Regions from separate parts of the Arabidopsis thaliana genome. Here region 1 is linked to region 2. The links are chromatin contacts, called in public capture Hi-C maps. All regions are on one chromosome and are shown on one strand. The core of a region is the stretch at or near the end of the contact, and the rest is flanking DNA. Distances in the headings are between cores, read along the strand shown.

Region 1 (5,229 bases), core at 1,582-4,081, 43 kb before region 2:
AGATATTCAATGGCCTCAATAGTTGGGTAATTTGAGGTTATTGAGATAGAAGGGAGAAAAACCGAAAGACCATCACAAGTCACCAAAAAAAGAAATCCTTGGAAAGAGCAACCAACTGATTCTCCTATGAAATTCTCCTCTGCACCTTGAATAGAATTCTTGTTGACATCGTAATTCAAATAACTATCATCTCTCGCAGTCATATGCGTCTGCAGACTATAATGAAAAATCTTACAGCTTCGATCATCCTTATTTGTATACTTTCTAGAGAAATGAGTGAATCCATATGGAGAAAAACATATGTTATCATCCAATCCTAATTTTTCGGCGGATAGAAACATCTTCCGCGTGACATGCGAGTCTCTTCGAAATTTTTCAAGTTTCAGCCCATTTGTTTTAGGCTGTGCAGAAAAACCACTCAACCATGAACCAGAGTAACCAGCTCTTCGATCAAAATTGTTCTGTTGTCTTTCCAAACATGGGTCAGACATCGAGATTTCCGAAGCAGAAAAGCTAAGATCACGCCTGGAAAAAGCATCTTCACCTCGAGACCCAGAGGAACTAGGGTGGTGCACTTTTTTCTGGCCAATGTCCATGCCGCCGATTTTCCACCCAACCAGACTTCCAAGCCCAAGATGAAGTAAATCAGGAATAGGTTCCGCGGCCATGTGGTATTCCTTGGAAACAAAGTCATTGACACATAATACATATACCAAACCATTTTCGTCAACTGCAGCTATGAGTGGTGTATGAGAAGCTACAATAAGCTTTCTAAACTTTCTTCTGTCCGTGGAACCAACAATACAAGTCTTAGACATGGATGGAGCACGATTTTGAAAGTCACTTAGCTGATCTGCTTCTGCAGTTGCTTCTTGCCTATCTGATGAAGAATGCAATCCACGACCGCATGTCTGTAAGATATCCCCATGAGAAATAAAATCCCCAGAATTCACATCATATAGAAAGATCAAACCAGAAACACTGAGGCAGATAACAAAGTTATCGGATAGCCGGAAATCTGCCCACTCATTTGTAGGTCCAATACTTGACTCACCAAACTTCACAAGGGAGACCCATTCTATCCCCCAGCTAAACAGCTTGGCAACAAAGATATTTCTCTTACCCTTGCTTCTTTCGTTTTCATTCCTTCTAGGCGTAGATGCACAATCCGATAACTCCATAACAAATCCAATCAGAGAATGAGCATCGCTGGAGAAAACTTTGATGCACCTGTACAAACTGTTTACACTGACATTGTTTACGGGCATATCAGCTCGAGATTTTTCATCCAAAGCAGTTGGATCAGATGCTACGAGAAAATTATTGTCATTTACATTACCATCCTCAGGCATATTATCCTTCGGAAGTATGGAGTTGTCTTGGAAAAGAAGATTCGAGAAAGGTAAATCAGTATTTAATATGCTGAATGAAACAACCTCTGCAGAACCCGGAAACGCTGACTTCTCAGGGAACCTCGACTGTCTTGTACCATCAATTACAGTAGTTTCCAAATCAATCAAAAAAGATTGCATCCACTGCTTTGAGCCATCAGAAGAAGAGACTCTTTCCGGTTCTGATTTCTGACTAAGCCTAGAAGGTCCCCACTCAACCCACTCCCCATGCCTCAGCTCACCATTTGGTTTGCCTTTGGCTTTGTCACTTAAATCTTTTGTACAGCAAAAAGCGTGGACCGTAACACCATGATTTCCAGATACAAACAACAATTCCCTAAACAAAGGATCTTTGTGCCGATTGTAAGTATCCCCACAACTACCCCAAGCAACAGACTTTGCATCAAAGATAAAAGGGAAACTATTGCAACTAGAACTGCAATTATCTACAAAACCAGGCTCACCAGAACCAACTCCTGATCCACAAGGAGATTCAATTTTCTCTGGATCTGACCCACCAGAGCATGAAGGACTATTCAACTCTTCATTATCACCACTTAACGAAACCTCACTGCCAATGGACCTCCCTGATAACAGCGAACAACGCTAATAAAATGATACGCATATACATACACATATGAATAAGAAAGAAACAAGTTATTACCTGCAACCAAAGGAAGCAGTAAAGCTTCGGAGTGGTAAGAGAGTAGTAATAACAACTGCCTCGACGGAGAAATAAACGCCTCGCGAAATTCTGATAGCTTGAGTTGAAATTGAGAAGGTTCCCACTTGTGCAGTTGCAGCAGAGTTGGGCCTTCCTTCACCAACTTTTCCATCCTATTTGCTTAACACTATACACAAGCAAAAGCACATATCAAAATTCAATAAGAACAACGAACTTATAACCCAACTCAACACCAATCACAGCACCAACGAACACAGTAACGTGAAAAGGAGATGCTAAAACAGCGAGCAACGGCGATTTCGAGCTATAACCTTAAAACCCTAGAACAAATTCGATCCAGGGAAACAATTCAGAGAACAATAAAATACCTTGAGAGAGATCAAGAGCAAGAGCAAGAGCAAGAGAGACCCAAATCAAGAGGTTGAGATGAGTGGCGAGATGAAGCAGAGAGCTATCGCGAAGGCATCGCTACTTCGATTGGGAAGGGAAAAAAAAACCAAAAAAAAAAAAAAAGAAGTCGTACGAAAGATGATGAAGATGATGATGAAACATTTGACGACGTGAGATGGAGAAATCATTGGTGGTTTCCTCCGTCGATGATTCGGTTCACGCCTTCACGGACCACCGTGTCAGTCGTCTGTTTCTGTGCTTACGTGGAATTTTGTTTTTTTTGTTATAAAAAATTATCAACCAAACTAATTGGGCTTTCTGGGCTTTATGTAAACAAAATATCTCCTCGATATTTCTTACATGGGCTAAATAAATATTTGTACAAGTTCAATGGCCCATAAGTGGCCCGAGCCTGCACCTTCCTTGGGTAATGTGTGTAAATGTTCTTTGTATAATACTGTAACGTAACTTCTCTGCTTGGTCGTTGAAAAAATATTTCCGGGAAAATAAAGGAAATGGATATAAACTTGTAATGGCAAACATAAGTAATAATAACGAATGACTTTTATGGTAAGGTCTTTTTTTTATTCATAGTATAATTTACTCTAAATTATGTCATATTAAAATGGGACCCAGTTGCGTATCACCAAACTAAATTATGCCAAAATAAACTCAGAATTAAGTTTTTGATTGGTGCAGTTATGTCCAATCATTTGTTGGTCCCTCCATGTTAGGGTTTTCAGTTTCACTTGATTGTGGATTAATTAGTGTTACAATTCTTTTCCCATGTTTTGACATTTGTCACTGAGGCTTTTTTATCGTCTTTTTTACCCTCAAGACCATAATTGTTGGTACCTAATGTTTTAATTTGAAGTTACTTGCTTAATTAGAGCAAATAAATAAATATAAGAAGGTACTTATTACTTAAAAAGGAACAATGAGAGTTATGTAGAACCATCAACATATATTTTTGGACTTAAATGAACCCGAAAAAAAATCTGTAGTTTTTTTACGGATATGACAAAAGAAAACTATATGCAAAGAGATAGGCGTAGAGAAGAAATAAGAGAGGCATTGAGAGAAGTCGCATAAAGTGACAGAGGAAGGACATTACAAGACAGCTTTGGATGGTCGGATCAATATAATGTTGTCAAATTATAACTCTTAACAGACGCAGAGTCCCCGCATGGTGTCATCATTTATCTTCATGCCCCGCTCTTATATTTCTTTCAGAAAAAAATCTTCTTCCTTTTAAAAATCTTCTTTTCTTTCCTTAGCTGTCCCTTATATTAAACTAAATCTTTATAAATTGTTATGCACATATATATGTGTTGTAAATTTGTACGATAAAGATTCTATTATTCCCTTTTTGGTGGGTTTCATTAGTTGTGATTAACCCAAAAGTCAACTTTATAAGTATGTTGTGTTCCGATTTTTTTGTTTGTTAGAAAGTCAACGAGATCAATGTTTTTTAGTATTAGATTAGATACATGTGTAGACAATGGACTCATTCCTCCAGCTTCACTCGCTAAACTGAATTGTTTACGGTTCTAAGTAACTCATTATTACTGTTTTATTTTCAACTCGTCTAGGCACCAAATTGCTGATTCTAGATTTCGTAAACAAACCACAAGTTTTGTTTGTCAATCCTATCCGATTTGCCGGTTACTCAAATCTATGGGAACAGTCCGAACGAACCGGACAAAACTAGTCGTAGTTACGGTCCTAGTTAGACATAAAGCTTAAAATGAAACTAGCAATTGTACAGAGATCACTGAAAATGTAATTATTGAAACTGTGTAAAGCGAGAGGAAGAAAGGTGATGGATGTGAAAACGAATAATGTAAAATTTCAAATACATATACGAACAAAAACAAAGTAAAAATATAATAAAAACGAAATGATTACATTCGCCAACCCACACTCCAATCTCTTCCCCACTTCTGAAGGCCCATTAAACAGATTCATATTATTACTTATAAAAAAAAAACTTTTTCCCCAATTTTTTTTAGTAAATTCCAATTTCCGTCGTTTTGGCCAAATGTAAATCATATGATACTAAACACACACGAACATCAACGGTTTAAAAAGAAACCTATGTCATTACGAGTTACGTGCATATTCGTTATACTATCATTCTCACGGACCGATGTGATGTCATAGTGACGCTGTCCTTACGCTCAAGGGAAAATGAATGTACAAACTATAAATAAACACATGCACATCAAATCTCTTACAAACTATAATACATATTCAACTGTAATATTAGTACCGTCCCTAATCATTTAATTTATATCGCTGTGGTATAAACAAAGATTTTGTTAAATATGATTATCAAACATGTTCGGTTAATTATTACGGATTCAAAACATAAGAAATCACATAATTATCATTCACATAATTTATATCGCTGTGGTATAAACAAAGATTTAATTACTGAATGTTAGTTAGTGTATAAGAAATCACATAATTATCATTCTTTTTTTTTGTATGGTTAATCAACAAACGTACGGCGCCAATTACGATACTTACTCATGATGTAACGACTAACTGATGTTACTATTATTGACGAGGTTCCTTTTTAGTTTTTACCGACTAGAAAATCAACACGAGTGAATGTAAAATAATTTTGTTGACCGTTTAACCATGCATATAAATTAAATTTTAGTTAACTGGTTTTTTGAAACAGAAACAAAAAAAGTCTTCTAAATGGATAATGAAAGTACTAATGCATTAGAGGGAGGAATTAATTAATATGTGCGT
Region 2 (4,747 bases), core at 2,132-4,631:
GGTAACTCATTACCATCCGTATCACGAACTCCACTATGACCCAAGAACACCTGTCATTTACAAAATCTCTTAAAAAGGCTTCGGTCTGAAGATATATTGAGAACTAGAGTGCTCATTCCAATTTAACAGATCCAGGAAAACAAAGTGAAGAGGACAAAAACCGCTTTTTTTTTGCCTATTCAATCAAACTCATCATTACCTGAATCATTCCAGGATGGTCACGGACGTTGTTTCCAGGCCAAGGAGTTCCATCTTGCATAGTCCAACCTTCCTCAGGCACTTTCTGTGCAGTAGCAACCAGTGCATTTATCTTCACTTTAAACTCCTCATAATCTCTCTGCAACAAACAAACAAGCAAAAAACGTAAATCAGATTCTTGAAACAACACTTTTATGATAGGATATACTCAGAAAGAGAAAAAGCAGCAAAGAAAACCTTCATAGCACGACGTTCCCTGACAAAAGCAGGATGAACTTTGTTCTTCAGGTAATCCATCTTCTGAGAAAAATACCACTCAGGAGCTCGTGGCTCGATATTAAACTTCTTACAAAAAGGAACCCATTTTCTAGCAAACTCAGCTGTATCAGAGAGAGCTTCAAATGTAAGCATAGCTGCACCATCGTCTGATACATAACACGCAACCTTATCCACAGGATAATCAACTGCTAGAATGGAAAGAACTGTGTTTGCTGTAATCAAGGGTGGCTCTTTCAACGGATCCACTGTACTAACAAAAACATCAACAGGTGCTAATCCTGACGGTTTTCCTTCCTTCTCGTACCTTATGTAAGAGAAATAGAGTTTCAAAAATTTTTGGGAATGTAAAAAATGAATATTTGCAGACAAGAACTTTTCAGGTTTATGTTACCTGAGAGAGAGTCTATCGAGGTATGTTTCACGTTCTATAGGATACCATTTGGGGAATTGATCAAGAATCCAAGACACTGCAAACCATATCTCGCATATAACTGACGTTAACCATAATCCATATGCATCATTGACTGGATGGAGAATTCTATAATGAAAGAAAAGACCAAGAATCGCGAGGCGACACAGAATTAACATCCTGTAAGGATTTATTCTGCTTGAACGAATAGGTAGCTTTCTTGAGAGAGGTTGTCTTCCTTCATCCATCCTGAATTAGCACGAAAAATGTTTAAACAACAATAAGAAAACAAAACCATTGAACACAAAATTTCAGAGCATCATTTCATCTGAACTTTTGTTAGATTTTAACAACTTACATAGGCATGTCAGGATCATCTAGTTCGTCGTCATCATTGGAACCTCGACCATTGTTTCCTCCTTCATGCTTAATGACTTGAAGCTTTTCGCCTTGTCGTCTCTTCCAAACTTCCATACGGTCCTTCCAAGCAACACTTCCATAACCATATTCCGCAATATCTTTCTGAGGAACCATTGATCTCGCCTGTGCTGAAAACAACAAACAAAACCATTTCATAACTCATTAGAAGGTGACCAAATCATATAAGAAGAAAAATTGTAGGAATCATAAAAGTAAACACATACGAGGTGCAGAAGAATCTGTAAACGGTGCAGGATAGACGCGATTCCCATATCCCGTTGAAGGAGGCACGATAAGAGCATGACGATCAGAATACATATCAGCATCCTGAAAACACATAGACTAATAAGAAAAAGAATCATCTAAGCAACAACATTGTCAGAGAAAACAAACAATTTGGATTCCTCACTTCATCACAATAAGTCAAAAGAGGAATCTGAGAGCCAGGTGGAGCTGAATCCAATCCACCACGACCGGTGTTAAGGCGTGAAGAGAGTGCGGCTTCAGCGGCATGTTCAGGGTCCATCCCATGATCAAACTCATACTCAAGATCATCAATGTCTTCTTCTTCTTCATCATCTCCATCAACCCGTGGACTACCTTTAATCCTTTTGTATCGAGTTTTGCACTGAGGACAAGCTTGATTTCCTTCTCTACGTTCATACTCATAGCATGGTCTACAAACCGGGAATGCGCATTCGTTGCAAGCAACAAAGAGCTCACTGCTAACCGTTAATTCGATTTCATCTCCACAGATTTGACATGTTTGCCCACTCAGTTCTTGTACTGATCGTATCTACATAGAGAAATGAGAACACATGAGTCTTTTTAGTATTTTCATCAAATTGCATCTTAATCAAATCCTAAAGATGATAAAGACTCAAGAAAACATTCATCGATTATGAATTACATAATTGTGAAACTGAATTTCATAAAGTTGTCATTTTTACATAATTGAGACAGTTATTAGTATCTGAATCCAGGTGAAATGCAATAAAGACCAGCTCAAATAAACCAAGAACAGAATTAGTAATATAAAAAAATGGACTTTCTTTGAACTTATTGCTACTGCTACAACATTGAATTCGGTTCTCAGGACATCTCTGCCGACACGTATGAATCATGCAACACTACTTGAAGAAAAGAAAAAAGAAAAAACAGAACATGTGGGTTGCGGCATTACTCCCTAGAAACTTCCAATTTCAGATCAAAATATTCCATCTAGATTCTCATAATCTAGATCCCAAAGAAAGAGAAAAAATTAAACTTTTTTCGTCACAAATTCATACAAAAGTTATTCTTACTCTGGCACTCTCATCGGCGTTAATGAGAACGAATTCGTTTCTGTTGTGAGAGCCAGCAATGAGCCGACCACCAGTATTCATGATGTCTTCTACACCGAATCAAAACGAATTGTCTCTCTTACTCAAAGACCTTGACCCGACCCGGCTAGGATAATGGATCCAGACTGTTGAACTCCCATTACATACAGATTCAGAGCATGCACTAGTAAGAGTGGAAGACGAAGGAGACGAAATAAACCGAATCGACAATAAATGTTGGCTCGGGGATAATTATTAAATAAAACCAAAAAAAAAAAAAAAGAGATCCCGAAGGAGAAAAAAAACGAATTTTCCCGGAGACAGCTATTGATTCCACAACAAGCAAATAAAGAAAGAAAGAAAAAAAAACTGTTTTGGATTTAAGTGAGTGATTCACTGATTCAAAGAGAATTTTACAGACTGACAAAAGCAATGTGGAAGGGTTTGTGATAGATTAGATTGGGATAAATAGGAATGAGAGAGACGAGATTCAGACACCACCCCTGAGATAGAGTTGTGTTAAAATGTGGACAGCAAATTGAGACTGAAAACAATTGTATGTATATACAAAGAGAGAAACGTCACGAAATAAGTGGGTCCCGGAGAAAACGACGCGATGGCTATGGTGGTGGTGGAGCTGGACTCTGTCCCACCTTCAAGAGGAGTTGGTGAACAATGAAAAAAGAAATACAAAAATAAAAAAGACACTGCGTGAACGAAACTGAGATATTTATACAAGTTCTTGAGAAATTTTTGAGAGGTGTTTCTGGGAAAATGGGGTAGTGAAAGCTACACTGTTTATCGATACGGATCCGGGTCCTCGTGATCGGGTCCAGATTGATGTCATTGTTTTTTACCACGCTGTAATTTCAAGAAAGCCCCTGAAGATTGATTGTCTTCTATTAAAACCCATATCTTATTATTCTTATCGACCAATCCATATATCAAAGAAGTTGTGTTTAGGAAAATAAAATATTGTTTAGTATGCGCAACTTTATTATGATTGGATGATCAGATTTATTTTGTTAATTATTGGATCATTTATTATATACATCCAAATTATTATGTAACACGTGAATATTATAAATGATGGGAAAAAAAAGAAAACCAAAGTTTAGAAGTTTTTTTTTTTTTTTTTTTTTCTGTGTAAGCTTCTAAGTAGGTACACATAGCATAAGAATAATTTGGTTGTATTAACTAAACAATGTTATTCAAATCCGTGACCGTTGGATCAGTATCTTTTCCAAACCAACTTTGAATAAACAATTTGTTTCTTTGTACAAGGTAGAAAATATTGTCGGTGGCATAACCTTTTTCTTTCATTTTGGAGACATTTCACAAATAGTTTAAAACGTGGAAAAAGTTTACAAATTATGTTTTTTTTGGTTGGCTAAATTAAAATTATTCTGGCGAATTCGTAACACATAAATCATTCTGCTTTGAACAAACAACATTTGAAAGATCACATAGTTTTTCCCCCATCTAATTGATCTAAATGCATTAAAATAAACTAGGTTACTTCGATTAAATTATGAATATGCCATAATGATGTTAATAAGCATTATAAAAGCTGATTAGAGCCGACGATGTCATCAATGCATAGATTACTATATTCTACCGAACTATCGTAAATAGTATTGTTAAAATGTCTCTATCTTCGCAGTATTAGGTATAAATCGATTATTTGATGGCGAAATGATAACCGAATCATTATTTGAATGGTACAAAGTTAGTCTTTCTATCAAAATGAATACAAGATAGCCACAGGTGAACAAAAATATACAATACGCTCCTATATAAATGTTGCTAAAAATTGCCATATCAGCCGGCCAAGCAGCTGGAAAATAGAAATGTAATTATACAATTGGTTTAGTCTTTTAAAACTACGATACAAAAATCTGAAATATTTTGAACACTTTTTACTTGAAACTAGATTGTTGTATTCATGGGAGTACAAATATTCGTCGGTCGATATATGGGCCATTATTTGTTCAAAAATCAAAAGCTTTTGATGGCCTACAAGGCTCCACCAACAAATCTGGAAATTTATACAATTCATGATTAATTAATAGCACAAACATATAATATCGGCACCGACGGAAACTTACCACTGTGAAGA

What was found. Capture Hi-C pulls out chosen DNA fragments and counts their contacts.
Region 1: a contact with region 2 is called in a capture Hi-C map of seedling, with 1.7 times the contacts expected there. A contact is called at or near these places in 13 of 26 Hi-C or Micro-C datasets (callus, cotyledon, leaf and 4 more), 2 of 2 datasets of targeted methods (seedling and shoot) and 1 of 3 other capture datasets (seedling).

What each region holds. Positions count from the first base shown.
Region 1 is chr4:18,336,729-18,341,957 of TAIR10.1, reverse strand. It overlaps AT4G39420 (spatacsin carboxy-terminus protein), which reads right to left and starts at 2,831. Exons shown (of 26, transcript NM_001160821.3): 1 at 2,445-2,831; 2 at 2,056-2,242; 3 at 1-1,978. The coding sequence starts at 2,227.
Region 2 is chr4:18,295,022-18,299,768 of TAIR10.1, reverse strand. It overlaps CESA2 (cellulose synthase A2), which reads right to left and starts at 3,381. Exons shown (of 13, transcript NM_120095.4): 1 at 2,611-3,381; 2 at 1,716-2,102; 3 at 1,531-1,633; 4 at 1,245-1,434; 5 at 869-1,135; 6 at 436-781; 7 at 200-337; 8 at 1-50. The coding sequence starts at 2,691.